Regions from separate parts of the Macaca mulatta genome. Here region 2 is linked to region 1. The links are chromatin contacts, called in public Hi-C maps. All regions are on one chromosome and are shown on one strand. Each heading gives the region's core, a stretch centred on a gene start, on an enhancer-like site or on the middle of the called end of the contact. The rest is flanking DNA. Distances are from core to core; before and after follow the strand shown.

What was found. A called contact is a pair of places that touch in the nucleus more often than the background predicts.
Region 2: a contact with region 1 is called in a Hi-C map of liver, with 3 times the contacts expected there. The contact joins the promoter of BICD2 here to the promoter of IPPK in region 1. A contact is called at or near these places in 5 of 14 Hi-C or Micro-C datasets (CD4 T cells, cortical neurons, fetal cortex germinal zone and 2 more).

What each region holds. Positions count from the first base shown.
Region 1 is chr15:123,378,044-123,380,882 of T2T-MMU8v2.0, forward strand. IPPK (inositol-pentakisphosphate 2-kinase) reads right to left here and starts at 1,371. Exons shown (of 13, transcript XM_077966343.1): 1 at 1,148-1,371. The coding sequence starts at 1,228. All of the region lies in intron 1 of SUSD3 (sushi domain containing 3), which reads left to right.
Region 2 is chr15:123,478,714-123,481,552 of T2T-MMU8v2.0, forward strand. BICD2 (BICD cargo adaptor 2) reads right to left here and starts at 1,421. Exons shown (of 7, transcript NM_001257956.1): 1 at 1,132-1,421. The coding sequence starts at 1,371. The region is part of intron 1 of SUSD3 (sushi domain containing 3); the gene reads left to right.

The DNA of each region.
Region 1 (2,839 bases), core at 121-2,620:
CTCTGCTCTTTAGTTCCCTGTGCTAAAGAGCAACAAAATCCAAAGGCACAACCTGGGGACTACCTGGGTGTTTGCAGCTTACACTACAGCTGACCAATGCATCCAGCATAGGAACAACAGAAGCAAGGCAGGACTCCACTGCCTACAGCATCCCTGACAAGCTGTTGGACTGGGGTAGTGCCGTCAGCCTCTCTTATTTTCACTTTATCTATCTGTCCAAGGGGATGATAATTATCACTTGCTAAGCATAACTTGATGGGTTCCTGCATAACTGATCTTTCCAACAATCCCACAAAGTGAATTCTATTAGTAGTTCCACTTCACAAATGTCAACACTGAGCCTCCACCAGGCAGTGGTAGAACTGAGATTCCTGTGCCTTTAACACCCATGCTCTAACTCCTCCCTACAGGACACCTATCCTCGCCTCCCTCACACCCCTCCCCCCTTCCAGCCGGCCACATTCCTGCGTGCTTGTACCAGACAGCAAAAGGTCAAAGAGATCTGGGCCCTCACACAGACCCACATCCTTCACTCTTGGATTCACCTTTGCGAGATCTTACTGCAGTTTCTAAAACTCACCCTCATTGAATTCAGGTGAAACCCTTCAAATTCTAAAAGGTTGAGAAGGGACCTGTGGGTAACATCCCCTTACTATTAACAGCACAGCAATTCCGTAGTCTCACGAGGCCGAACTCTTTTGGTGCTGAGAGTAACAGCACTGTGGGCACTCTGCTTCTTCCTCCAGTGCTGGCGGGGCCCTCTGTCCCAGCTAAGCCTCCGCCCCACTGCGGCCTGGCAGTCCGGCGGGCATCCAGGCGGGAGGCGGCACCGCGTGAGGCTGAGAGCGGCACCGACGGGGCGTGGAGGGGGCCGTGGAACTGACTCTGACGGGGAACGGGAATACTGAGGGAACGAGAGACCGGCCAGGAGAGGGATCTGGGGGAATAGGAGACTGACCCAGTAGAGAGGAGATATTGGGTGATGAGGAACCTACGGGGTAGGGGGGAATTCCGGAGACCGGCCGGGGAGGAGGAAGGTACCAGGAGGACGTCGAACCGACCATGCTGGGGAAACGGATACTGGGGGCGGGATGATACCGGCCGTCGGAGTGAGGTACCGGACCTGCGCCGCACGTCCGCCGCTCACCTGCGCGTGGGCCACCACCAGGCTCTTATTGCCTTCTCCGTGGTACCCCCATTCATTCTCGTCCATCTTCCCCTCTTCCATGCCCAGGCGCAGCCCTGGCGCCTCGCGGGCTGGGACGCGGGGACGCGAGCTGGGGGCCGCCCGCCTCGCTGGGCACCAGCCACTGCCGTCGGGGGAGGAGCGCCTGTCAGCTGCCGCCCCCGCTCGACCCTGCGGCGGCTACTAGCAAGCTGCGGCCGCCGGAAGCCACGCCCCCGGCGCCTGCCATGACGGAGTCGGGCAACTTCCGGGTTCGTGACCACTTTCCTTACATTGATCGCGACGGTGGATGGGCCGGCGGCCATTTTAGGTACTGGCAGAGTGACTCATTTCCGGAACGCGGTCTTGGGAACCGGAAGAGAAGCTTCCGGCCTCGGCGCCGGATGTGTAGCTGGCGGGAGAAGCCGGCGGCTTTTCGGCGCCCGGTAGTGACCGGCTCTGCCCGGGTGGCCTGGTTGTCTGGGTCTCGGGACCGCTTAGTCGCGGGACCCCAGCAAAGCTCTTGGGGTCTCTGAGTCTCAGCTTTTTCTTCTGTAGAATAGGGTGTTAACTCATCGTACATGTCACGGGGATACCCAACGCAGTCATTTCGATGGTCCTGCGAGGTAGACAACATTGTCCAACATTCCACGCGAGGAAACGTGGCTTGGCGACACGACTGGACTCCCCAGCCCCGCTTTTGCCCGAAGACTTCGAGGGACGCAGTTGGAGCGCGAGGCTCCTGCTTGGCGGTGAGGCAGAGGACCGACGACCGTCCTGCTCCTAAATTCACTGATGCGGCGGCAAGAATGGCACCGCTTCATAAAGCTACCGCGTTTCCCAAACTCTTAGTCTCAGGACCATTTTATACTCATAAACATGAAGCCCCCAAGCTTTTGCTTATGGGGGTTACAGCTATCAATGTTACCACATTGTAAGTTAAAATGCTTTAAAGTTTGTTGTTTGTTTCGTTTAAAAGTAAACAGCCGGGCGCGGTAGCTCACGCCTGTAATCCCAGCACTTTGGGAGGCCGAGGCGGGCGGATCACTTGAGGTCAGGAGTTCGAGACCAGCCTAGCCAACATGGTGAAACCCTGCCTCTACTAAAAATACAAAAATTAGCCGGGTGTGTTGGCGCACGCCTGTAATCCCAGCTACTCAGGAGGCTGAGGCAAGAGAATCACTTGAACCCAGGAAGCGGAGGTTGCGGTAAGCCAACGTGGCACCACTGCACTCCAGCCTGGGCAACAGAGTGAGACTCCGTCTCAAAAAAAAAAATAAAATAAACATTACATTCCCCGCCCACCACCAAAATAAAGGAGTGGTACTGTTTTACACTTTTGTGAATCTTTTTAAAATCTGATCTAATAGGTTGTCACATGTGCTTCAGCATTCGGTCTGCTGCAATATATTGCATTGGTTGACATATACATTGTAAAGAACATCTACAGTTATGTAGTTCAAAAAGAGAGGACCTGCAGACCCAACTTTGAGAACGGCTGGGCACCTTGCCAGGCCTTGGGAATTGTAGTGAAATCAGGCCAGTGACTCAGGAAAATGAGCTGAAGGCTTTGAGCATCTCTTTCCCCCATTTTAGGCCTCAAAAGGGAGGCTGGGGCCGGGCATGGTGACTCACGCCTGTAATCCCAGCATTCTGGGAGGCTGAGGTGGGTGG
Region 2 (2,839 bases), core at 171-2,670, 100 kb after region 1:
ACCAGGCTATACTCCTGACCCCACACCGGTCCTTTCCAAATACATGACACTCACAACAATCCTTTCTGGGTACGCAGTACTGCACTCCCATTTTGCAGAGGGGGGAAGCTAAGGCTCAGGGAGCGCCTCTACCCAAAGCCACATCACTAGCAAGGAGCAGAGCCTGGATCCAAACCCTGGTGTCTCCTCCCAGAAAGCAACTCCTGCCAACAACGCTATGGAGTCAGGGAAGGGGAGAAGAGAAGCTGGGGAAGGACTGCCCAGGTCTCCCGCTGCCCTGCCGCCTGAAGACCCTCGACCAGCCTGGCGGTCTAACCTCCCCTCCCCACAGTGGGAATGACACAGACCACTGAGGTCTCCGTCCAAGAGGAACACAGCCAGCCACAGCGAGGGGAAGGGCCTGAGATGGGGGGCTGGACAGGAAGTGGGCCAGGGAAGTCATGCTAGCTGGTGGGAGCGCAATCCCCGCAATGAGGACAGAGCGCTGGGCCTGGGGCAAGGGTACTGGGGAACCCATGCCAAGGGCAACCTCCACGTGCAACCCCGAGCCCCTACTCACTTAGGCCGCTGTCCACGACCTTTCCCCACCTCAGAGGCACTCATGAAACAAGCAGAAACGCTCCGAAAGTAGCTGCGCCCAGAGAGAGGAAGTGATTTGTCTGAAGGTGACAGAGCCGCAGCCACTCAGACCCAGGCCCATCATCGGCCTCTCCCAGCGGGTCACCAGCATCCGTGGCCTCAGCTCTCGGCTCAGCCACTGCCCTCCCAACCCCACCCCAAGCTCAGACACACCCGGAACAGCGACCACCGCAGAGCATCAGCCCTTACGAAGCCCCGCCCCGCCCGGGCCGCCCAGGTCCCCACAGAAGCAGGCGGGCAGCTGCAGGAGGCGACAGGGCGCCCGGACCCCTGCATTAGCGCCGTCTGCAACGGAAGCTGCACCGGCTCGCTAGCCAAGGCCGGGCCCACTCCCACATACTGCCCGGGTCCCCGACTCTGGGCCCGTGCCCCCTCCGCCCACCCCTGCCGGCCCCCGCTTGGCAAGCTGACCTTGGCCGCCCTGGTGCCAGGGACGACGCCCACAGGCCCCGGCGCCGGGCGGGGGTCGCGGGGCAGGGCGGCTCGGCTCACCTCCTTGAGCTGTTCCATCTCGCCGCGGATAGCCTCATAGTCCACCTCGAGTTCCTCGAACTGCAGCTTGAGCTGGTGCTTCTCCTCGAGCACCGCCAGCCCGTACTCGGCCGCCTGGATCTTCTCACGCGTGGTCTCGGCCAGCTCGTGGGACAGCCGCTTCACCTCGGCGCGCAACCACTCGGGCTGCGCCTCCATCACCAGCCGCGCGTACTCCTCCTCCTCCGACGGCGCCGACATGGTGGCCGAGGGCCGAGCCGGCTCCCACCGAGACTCTCGCAGGCCGGGCCCTCCTCAGCCGCCACCGCCGCCGCTGCTGCCGCCGCCCTGCCCCGACGGCCGCCCGCCCGCCCGCGCCGCCGCACGGCTCCTCCCCTCCGGCGCGCGGGGCCCGCTGGGGGCTGGAGTCCAGCCCGCGCTCCGACTACAAGATCCATCGTGCCCGGCGCCCGCCCGGCCCCCGCCTATGATTGGCCCATGACCTGTGAGGGGCGGGCCCTCGGGCGCAGCCACTGACGCCGATGTCGCCCAGGGGACTGTGGGGACAGTAGTCCCGCTCGCGCACCGACTACAAGGCCCGTCCAGCCCCGCGCCCACCCGTCCCCGGCCATGATTGGCCCGCGCCGTCAGCGTCAGAGCCGGATGCACCGGCGCCTTGCAGTCCCCTGGACGGCGGTCGAGTGGGCGCGGCCCCGCGGCCTTCCCAGCACTCAGAGCCGGGGACACTGCTCAGCCGCCGCGCCTCGCGCTCCCCTGTGCCTCTGGCAGCCGGCGGCCACGCGGGGTGGCAAGACGGCTGCCGGGAGCGCCCCAGGGGAGGCGGGTGCGGGCGGCGGGACTGGGCTCCCGACCCTGGGGCGTACAATGCGGACAGAGCCCAGGCGGCCGCGAGCGAGAAGCGCATCCGAGAGCGCGGGTGAACGGCTGCTGCTGGAAACCTGGGGACGGTGTGACGCATGCTCTGTGCAGACGTCTGGGGGCGGGAGGAGGACGGGCCAGCAGGGGGCGCCCAGGGGCCAGCGGGAACCTCAGCGCTGCCCCTCAGTCCTTCAAGGTCTATTTCTTGGAAATAAAGACATTTCCATTAATACAGGGTCATAAACGTGGTAAATACAATTGTTGTCTCCGCATCTATTTTTAGGCCTGACTTAAGTTGTTTGAAAGCCAGTCGTACCCTTCGCCTTGGCGTAGGTAACACTTCTCCTCCGTATGTGGTGATGTGTGAGATAGCCCGTTTATTCCTTATCTCATTGACCTATAGCGCAACACACCCCACAGCTGCTGACCGCCATAGCACCTAATGGCCAGTATCGGGGTACTGCAAATGAGTTCACCCTTCCCTCGTGTTTTCTTTAACCAGTTCACAGCCCCCAAGGGAAATCCTAAAGGATGATTCCCAAGGACCCTAGCACAGGCATAGTCCCTTCCTTCCCACCGTCTCTCACTGCCCCTCCCCACCTGCTTGTCCGCCTCCCTTAGGCGTCCCTAACCTCTCCGGGACCTAACAATAATAAATTTCCTCTGTTTTGTGCCTTTTCATTTAACTTCCTCATTGTAGCTCACCAGGCCCCCACACCCATTCGGTTCTCCTAGAGAGTGGCTATCTTGGCTTATGGTCACTCTCAAGACCAAATTAGAAGCCATAACAGCAGAAATCACAGCACACAGGGTCCTGACACTATCTAATGCACAGTCCACACTCTAATGG